Regions from separate parts of the Mus musculus genome. Here all the other regions are linked to region 2. The links are chromatin contacts, called in public promoter capture Hi-C maps. All regions are on one chromosome and are shown on one strand. Each heading gives the region's core, a stretch centred on a gene start, on an enhancer-like site or on the middle of the called end of the contact. The rest is flanking DNA. Distances are from core to core; before and after follow the strand shown.

Region 1 (2,784 bases), core at 226-2,725, 640 kb before region 2:
ACATCCTTTCATTATACTTTATTTTTTAAGTTTTATTTTTACATGCATACATCTATGTGGGTGCATGTCAGATGTGTGCAGGTATCCATGGAAACTGGAAGAAGGCATCAGTTTCCCTGGCGCTGGAGTTACAGGTGACTGTGAGCTACTTGATGTGGATGCTGGGACCTGGGTCCCCTGGAAGAAGAGCAAGCATTCTTAACTGCTGATCTATCTTTTCTCCATGACTATATACCTTACATCATCTCTGGATTATATCTAGTACACGAAGCAGTGTGAATACTGTGTAAATAGTTGCAGTGTTGCAATGTCTAGAGATAAATGATAAATCTGTGTAAGTTCAATATGGACACAATTGAAGAAATCATGTCAGTCAATCTACAGTTGGTTGGATCTTTCATTGCAGACCCTACACATTCTGAAGACCCACTGTATATTTCTTCAAGGTCTTGAAAGGAATTTCAATAGCCAGCCGTGCTTGGGATTCACCAGTTTGGAGCAATTGGTCCCCAGCTGTGTACTTTGCTCGTGGGTGGTACAAAGGAATGTTTGTCTTTTTGTGTGTGTGTAGACTGTAAACAACCGCCAACCTCCACACTGTGTACTCTAGTGTGCTTTACGAGGAGGATCAGTTTTCCACTTCCTGTGGCTCTTGCTGTCTGTCACAGGACTGAGGGACAGCAAAGGGCAGGCCCCACTTCCAGGCTGGGGATAACTTACTGGTGTCTCCGTGGCCCTGGGCAACTCATTTTCTTTCTTGTCTGAGGTTGATGTTGGAAGTGCTGAGTTTCTGGGGAGAGAAAGCAGTATCAGGACCTACTTGAAAACTTGTCAAACTTGGGTGGTACCTAAGGGTGGCAGCTGCTTGCATAGACGGGTATCATCCATCAGACACATCAATATCTGTAGGCGTGATATCCTACTGGGGATGGTTCCTCCATTCATTCCATAAATGCTCCCTGAGTATTTGTTACATACAGGGATACAAGAGTAACTAAGGTCACAAAAGACAAACTATCTGTTCACCAAGAGCGGGAGATTTGCCTTACAGATGCACACAGTCAGCAGGACTTGTTACATAGTCCCAGCGAGACCCTCATGACCAATTCTTGGTATTATTTGCAGACTGGCAAAATCAACCCTGCTCCTCATTCTTTTGATGGGGGTTCATGAGTTCCTCTTCACTTTCTTCACCGACGACCAAGTTCAAGGATTTTCAAGACTTATTCGTCTCTTCATCCAGTTGACCCTGAGCTCCTTCCATGTAAGTAGTCTGACTCATACCTTGGCTCAGAGAAGAAAGACACACAGGGTCCAAACAGAGAATTGAGCAGAGCTGGGGACCAACACACTCTTCTAGTATCAGTGGGCTCTATTGGTGAGGCTCTGTGACATTCGAGGGTGTACAGATGGGGAAGTGTTGTCTAGATCTTGCCGGCATGATTCAGTGATGCAGAAGAGAAAATCGGTCTTGTTCCTGGACTGTAGTAGGTGGTGTGACTCATGACCATATTAACTGTGGGTGTCACCTTGAAGCCTTTTATTATGGGCCTATTTTTGGCTGTGTTATCTGCAGAGCACCGTACAAAGAGGACCACGCCCATGCATCCTGTGGCATGTAAACCCTGCACACAATACTACTAGGGTAGGGAGAAGAGAGTCCAGGTCAAGAGTCTCTTAATCCAAACAGATGTGTATGCACCAAAACTAGAAACAGCAGTTTTGGTGGCCTGGATGCTTTGTTTCACCACTGCTAACGTTCACAGCTTAGTGTGGCCTTCAACCATGACATTGGTTGGAGTTAGACATCTAGATAGGACATGGGGTTGGAGGTAGCTAAGCTTTGATGTGATGAAGTCTGCTGGGGCCCTATGGCTTCTTCACACACTCACAACAGCCTGAGCTGGGGCTAGCTTCATTTGATTCGACTTCCTAGGACCTCTGGCTTGTTCTTTTTTCTGCACTATCAACTATGTCTCTTTCTTCCACTTGGTCTGAGGGTCTCTGGCTTTCCACAATTCTTTCCTTGTGATCTCTCCACAAAGTGACTGCTTTTTAGGTGGCAGCTCAGGGCTCCCAAGAGCATGGAAAAGGGGGCTGCTGGCATTTTAATGCTGAGGTCTGGAGCTGGCATCGTGATGACTTCACTGCATTCTGCAGTTTAAAGCAAGCCTAGAGTGCTCTGGCCCAAAGCGAAGGAGGGTGAGACTGAGGAGGGGTAAGGATGTGGAGAGGCGTGGCTTAGGGGCAAAGGCCAGTAAAGCAACAGACCTCAGGCAATAGTATAGGCATGGCCAAAGTCTCCATTCAGTAGTAGTCTTAGAATTAATCAACTTAATTGGGCAGTGGTGGTACATGCCTTAATCCAAGCACTCTGGAGGCAGAGGCAGGTGGATTTTTATGTGTTCGGGGCCAGCCTGGCTTACATCTCCAGGGTGAGTCCTAAGACAGCCAAGGCAACAGAAAGAAACCTTGGCTCAAAACAAAAACAACAAAACAAACAAACAAACAAAACTAACAAGAAACCGACTAAACAGAAAAAAACAACAACCAACCAACCAAAACAAACCAAAACAAAAGCCAAACCAAACCAAACAGAAACAAGACCACCTCCACCCCAAACCAAACCAACCAAACCAAAAAAGAATTAACCAATTTCAACTTCAAATTAACCATTTGATGTTGACATCAAATGGGGCTTCTGGAATGGAGAAGAAAGGACTTGGTGAAATTTCCTCCCCAGAGAGCTTCAAGCACTGGGAAGTATCTCAGTTATTAGAGAGC
Region 2 (2,884 bases), core at 15-2,514:
GAGAATACTAAGCAGAAAATGGCAGAGACAGCTTTGAACTGTTTTGAATCGACATGGTTTCTGCCTCCCATGCTAAGAATAGACTGAAGGCCAGGCATGGTGGTCTATGCCTTTAGTCCCAGAACTTCGGAGGCTGCGACAGGTGGATCTCTGTGAGTCTGAAGCCAGCCTGGTCTACCTAGAGAGTTCAATGCCATCTGGGGCTACACAGTGAGATCCTGTCTCAAAAAACAAAGGAACAACAAACCACCATAGAGAATAGATGGGAACCTCTAGCCGCACCCCTGAGGATGAAGCCTGCACTTCTCCGTTAAGCTCTGTAACTCCTCGGGGGCACAGGCATGAGGGGGCAATGGGTGATCTGGGTTTACCTGAAGACTTCCTGAAGCTCTGGGATGTGGCCCCAATGCTCACCTGAGTCACACCTGCAGGACAGCAGAGAGCAGCAGCAGTTGTGGACGTATGGGACCTGCAAGAGCATGCACACAGAGTTTAGTGGCCACCGTGATGTCTGCTTCTGTGACGAACCAGACCTTGGTGAGGCTCAACTAAGACACACAAAGGACTAGACAGTCAGAAAGATCCTTAGCTCTGAGGCAAGCCCTAGGACTGCAGACAGATCATAGTCTACAGCTAGGCATAACTACCAACTGCCTGGCAGGTTGGCTCCTCCAGCCCACTCTGACAATTTCTTCAGACTGCAAGATCCTTCATTGTGAACAGGGCAGGGATTCTAAATGGACTGAGTCCCTGCCAATAAAAGCTTCTGTTAGCGGGTGGGGACAGGCCTCCTGGTTATCTGAAAATGGAGACGATGCTGAGATTGGCTAATTTAAACCTGTTAAGCAAACATGTAGTCTTGAGGCCACTAAACACCCAGCAGGTATAGCGTCCAGGTAGGAAACACAGAGTCCCCTGTTCATTCTGTGGATCAGAGAGGCAACAGGAGAACATGGAGCCATGGTGGACAGGCCCATGCCTGTCCAACAGGATCCTTCCCAAGCAGAGAAAAGAAAGGGTGGGCAGGACCCCAGCTTCGATGATCTGCTAGAGGCAGTGGGATGCTGGGCTCTTGGGTCTCGCATCTCACTCTACTGTATTCCTTGAGAACGCCTTGAGAAGAGAAAAGAGGCTTGCCTGCTATAACAAAGCCAGGGAGGGCCACAGTCCAGGGCAGTGGCCGAATCAGGTCTAGAAGCAGTAAATGCCACAGAGATACTAGGAAAGTGTAAGACTTACCTCTGACTGTGACAGAGAGAAGCATAGAGGAGAGCTGCCCCCTGGGCTTTTATAGGCCACCACTAACCCCCTGGGCTCATTCTTCCTCTATATTTGGAAAGAGAATGACTGACACCACAGGCTGAGAACTGGCCCCCTCCACACGTATTTTTCGCCGTTGCCAAGGGAAAAGTATATATAGAAATGAGCAGGGTCCGAAACCATTTTTTCCAACTGTAGAAAGCTGGGAATTTGAGATGCCTTGCTCTGTGAACTCAGGGCTGTAGCTTCTCCACCTAGCACAATGGGATCTCCTTTGCTTTAGGAGCCCCTACCTGGCTCCATCCTGCAGGCCATCCCACCCTGAAATCAGCTGAAGCCACTACCACTTGGGAACAGGGGACACACAGTTGTGCTATTTGCTTAGAAAGCTCATCGAAGATAAAGTAGAATTGAACTTGTTGAAGTCCCCTCACGGTTATGAGCCAAACTCTGTAAAACTTGTGCAGTTGGATTATAGTTTTTTTTTTCTCCTTCTCCATCTCTCTCCTTCCCCTCATTACTTTCTGTCTCATTACTATAATTATTTACTTAATCCTTTCTTAAGCACTAGCAGGACCAACAAGCAAGTAAATGACAGGGAGCTATGCCACCAGCCCATGTTCACAGTGACAGCTGCTTAGGGGCCTGTGGTTATCAAGACATATTACCAATTAGGAAAGGCCAGCTGCCAGCCTAGATAGGGGGCGAGGGGAACGGTAGTGGCCTGAAGAGAAAGGGGGGATGGGTATCGCCTAACAGATGCTGTCATTTCTAAATCAGGACTGGAAAATTAAACCTTAACAAGAGAATTAAGGTACAGTTGACATTTTTGTCCATTTCCATTCCTCTCTTTCCTGGTCCAGTCTTTGTGGTGAGGGTCTGAGTTGTATGGGGTCATGGTTGTTCATTTAATAGAGAACTTCATGCCAATACATCCCATTTGAGAATATGGACTGTCCTCTTACAGCCTACCCATACACTGGTAAGGGAAGAAGGGAGAAAGCAGGACCAAAGTCTTCATAGGGACCATTATTTTTTTCGAGACAGGGTTTCTCTGTGTATCCCTGGCTGTCCTGGAACTCACTTTGTAGACCAGGCTGACCTCGAACTCAGAAATCTGCCTGCCTCTGCCTCCCAAGTACTGGGATTAAAGGCATGCACCACCACCGCCCGGCCATAGGGACCATTATTAAACATCCTCTGTATGTTCTTTCCTATTGAGGACTCTTCAAAAAGGCAGAGTGGAATCGGAAGATAGTCTTTCCCCAACATAAACCATTTTGTGGGCAATGAGTCATACAGCCTTCACACATTCCCTTCCAAGATTTAGGCAATTTCATAGCAGAGAGGCCACGCTGAGGCTCTCTGATGCCTGTGGTTAGCTAGACATCAGGCCACAGTGAAGTCACATCTTCTCATTGCTCCTCTTGCTCTAGTTTGGACTGAAATGTCCCTCTTCCTTCTAGCACCATTCGTCCTGAAGTGTCCACCCATCACCTGGAAGAGTATAATCTCCTGGCTCTGAGTTTCTTGCCCAGTGGCACATTGTCTCAAGCTTCCATAGTCTCTTCTGTTCAGATCCCGTGAAGACATGCGTGGGCAAAAGAGACATGGGTCATCTAGG
Region 3 (3,117 bases), core at 511-3,010, 590 kb before region 2:
GGAGGAGAATGCACCTTCCTGCAGACCTGCATGGGCTGGAGAGATGGCTCAGCGGTTAAGAGCACTGACTGAAACTGGGCGTGGTGGGCCACCACGCCTTTAATCCCAGCACTCGGGAGGCAGAGGCAGGCGGATTTCTGAGTTCGAGGCCAGCCTGGTCTACAGAGTGAGTTCCAGGACAGCCAGGGCTATACAGAGAAACCTTGTCTCAAAAAACAATAAAAACAAAAACAACAACAAAAAAAAAGAGCACTGACTGCTCTTCTTGAGGTCCTGAGTTCAATTTCCAGCAACCACATGGTGGCTCACAACCACCTATAATGGGATCTGATGTACTCTTCTGGTGTGTCTGAAGACAGTGACAGTGCAGTCATACAAATAATAATAAATAAATAATACTTAGAGGTGGGTCTCTTGAGGCCATAACAAAATGCTCGGGTGCTCTGAAGTGGTCTTCTCTCCTTGCTGTTGGCATGTGGTGGCTTTTGCCACATGCTAGGGCAATGTATAGGCACTCTCTAGATACTAGCTCCTTGGTCTTGGACCTCCTAGCCTTCAGAACCATAAACAATTTCTTTTCTTTATAAATTATGCACATAAGGGTCTCCGACTCAAAGCCACACAGATAGGGCAGGCTGGTGAGCCTCAAGGGCATGCCTGTGTATTTCACTAGAGAACACAGCCTGGGACCTCCCATGTAGCAGGCAAATGTTCAACCATTGAGCTCTGTTTCTGGTCCTTAGGCAGCTGTTAGGAGAACTGTGTGGAGACAGCATGGTAAAAAGGAACTCTGACCATCACCTCATGCCATGCATACAGGGTTTCAATGCAGATCCTAGCTTCAACCTGACAGCCAATAAGCCACCCCTCTTGCAGGAGTGAGGTGGTGCTGCCATGGGAGCTGAGTGACACACAGAAGGTTCTGGACATACAGTCTGAAAAGGCCCTGGGAGGGGCCAAGCCTCTTCTTACAGGGCTGTAAGTCGGCTGCCAGCCGAGCACATGGGGTAACTGGCTAAGGCCAGGTATGGCATCTTGAGACTGTTAGCTCAAGGATAGTGGGGGCTGGGCCATTCGCATCCTGGATAGTGACTTCAGTCCTACTAGCAGGGATAGCATGCCCCAGGTGGAGGGGGTGACACTCCTTATTACCAGATGGCCTCAGCCCTATGCCTACTATGTCCTTGCTCCTCAGCATTCTAAGGCACTTCAAATGTACAGAACTACCTCACTTGGCCCTGTAGGTCCAAATGAATATGTGTTCATTAAAAACAAACTTTAATTGTTTAGGGGAAAGCCATTAGAAATCCTCATTCAAAGATGGCATCTAATAAGAAAGAGGCAAATGAGAAGCTGTCTGGTGTATTCTATCTTCATGTATAGTCTGTGGCTCAACAGATCAAAATGCAGGCTCCTGTCAAAACCGCCAGCCAAGAATGACCCACATTTCATCGTTACCCTGCACGTGAGAGGGCAAAAGGCAAAAGGCAGTCCTTGAAGGCTGCTGAATCGCCAGCATGCACGGGCCTTGTGACAGCTGATCTGAATAGGGCATCTAAGTTGCCAGATAGCTCAAGTGTACCCTATCTGTCCTGTGGTCTCTGAGCCCCCACATCCACACAAAGCCTTCAAGGTGCACCGGGCCAAACGTCCAGAGCCGTGTTGCAGATGCAGGATCTAGCGCTGTTATACTTTGTGCCTGCCGGTAAAGGTTTGCCTGGGTGTGTGCACGTGATGCACCTGAGCTTGTGTGGTTGACTGTGCCCATGCATTTGGGTCTGGCATGAGGAGCAGGCTGCTTATCTTAGGAGCATATGCTGTGTGCTGGCGGGACAAAATGTCCCTGGCAGGAGCCCAAGCCAAGGGGGTGGGATCTGGAAGCCCTCCAGAGCCATACTGTGATGCCAAGGACCCAAAGGAAGCTACATTCCCTGGTGGCAGGGCTACTTCCGTGTGCTTCCTGCCTTGTCTCAGGCTCAGAAGGCAGTAGGAGAGGCCAGGAGACAGCTAACCATGTTCAGGTCTGAAGAGGGACACAGGCCCTGCTGGGTTTTCCTGTGGCTGATGGGGAGGAGGTGGCTTGGCTGCAGTCAGCACATGTGAAGCCCTAATCAGAACCATATTCAGATGGCAAAAATCTCTGTCCCAGGATGACTCTAGCCATGAGGCAGATTAGAGCTGATTCGCCATCACACCTCTCTCACAACTACAACCCCTGTGGGCCACTCTTGAAGTTCACCCCAGCAGGATGGGATGACAGAGGGGTCCTCTGAGGACTCTGTTGGTACTGACTTCCCAAGAGCCTTGACTGTTTTTCATTTGAGGTGAAAATCACACGTGATATATCATCCAGTTTAAGGTGAGCAACTTAAAAGTGTTTACAGCATCCACAGTGTAGTTGAGTCCAAACACTTTGTCACCCTGTCATGAATAAAAGTTTGTGATTTACCCCCCTCCCCTTTAGCCTTCTGATTCATATCTTAAAACTCTGACCAAGGATGTGGGGGATGGAGTAGTAGTTAAGATTGGAGGGCAGAGCCCTAATCCAATAGGATTATTGTCCCTGTAGGGCCGCTTCTTTACGCCAGCCCAGACAGAGGGGGAGAGGTGATTTTTAGCCATCCGTCGCCCCAGGGAGAACCCATGTCAGACACCGACCCTACTGGATCATTAACTTTAGACTTCCAGTCTCTAGAACTGAGACAAAATAGAAGCTTTTTTTTTTCCTCTGTTCTTTTTCTAGACAGGGATCTCACTGTGTAGCCCAGGCTGGCCTTTAACTCATGATCTTCCCACCTCTTCCCCCACCCCTGAGAGCTGGGATTACAGACAGATGTGTACCACCAGGCCCAGGCAAATTCCTATAGTTGAAGCTACTCAACCTGTGGTACTTTGTTATAGCAGCTGCAGCAGACATATACACACTCAAAATGAAAAGATGCACCTATTAACTGCCACTCCTCATTTCCCTCTTGACCACCAACTCATGGGCTTTGTCTCTATGGCTTTGCTTATTCTGGACATCTCAGAGGACTGGAATGATATACTCTGTGACCCACTGTGGATGGTTTCTCTTACTCAGCATCGCGTTTTTGAGGTTCCTCCATAGAGTAGAGG

The links. Promoter capture Hi-C pulls out the DNA fragments that hold promoters and counts their contacts.
Region 1: a promoter capture Hi-C map of trophoblast stem cells shows a contact between it and region 2, with 2.8 times the contacts expected there. The contact joins the enhancer-like site here to the promoter of Myh3 in region 2. A contact is called at or near these places in 7 of 39 promoter capture datasets (the 3T3-L1 cell line, frontonasal cranial neural crest, hippocampal neurons and 3 more).
Region 3: a contact with region 2 is called in a promoter capture Hi-C map of hippocampal neurons, with 2.7 times the contacts expected there. The contact joins the enhancer-like site here to the promoter of Myh3 in region 2. A contact is called at or near these places in 10 of 39 promoter capture datasets (the 3T3-L1 cell line, 3T3-L1-derived adipocytes, cranial neural crest and 5 more).

The regions. Positions count from the first base shown.
Region 1 is chr11:67,720,437-67,723,220 of GRCm38.p6, reverse strand. Glp2r (glucagon-like peptide 2 receptor) reads left to right here. Exons shown (of 13, transcript NM_175681.3): 11 at 1,126-1,264. Among named protein-coding and RNA genes, the nearest start is that of Rcvrn, 27 kb to the right of the region's middle. Within about 2 kb of position 1,475, at least 14 of the 459 cell types and tissues checked have an H3K27ac peak or open chromatin away from gene starts, as enhancers often do. A contact at or near this core is called in trophoblast stem cells, where this site is marked.
Region 2 is chr11:67,076,680-67,079,563 of GRCm38.p6, reverse strand. Myh3 (myosin, heavy polypeptide 3, skeletal muscle, embryonic) reads right to left here and starts at 1,264. Exons shown (of 41, transcript NM_001099635.1): 1 at 1,240-1,264; 2 at 415-425.
Region 3 is chr11:67,666,559-67,669,675 of GRCm38.p6, reverse strand. The region is part of intron 8 of Gas7 (growth arrest specific 7); the gene reads right to left. It also overlaps a transcript of Glp2r not described here. Among named protein-coding and RNA genes, the nearest start is that of Rcvrn, 27 kb to the left of the region's middle. Within about 2 kb of position 1,760, at least 39 of the 459 cell types and tissues checked have an H3K27ac peak or open chromatin away from gene starts, as enhancers often do. A contact at or near this core is called in 3T3-L1-derived adipocytes and hippocampal neurons, where this site is marked.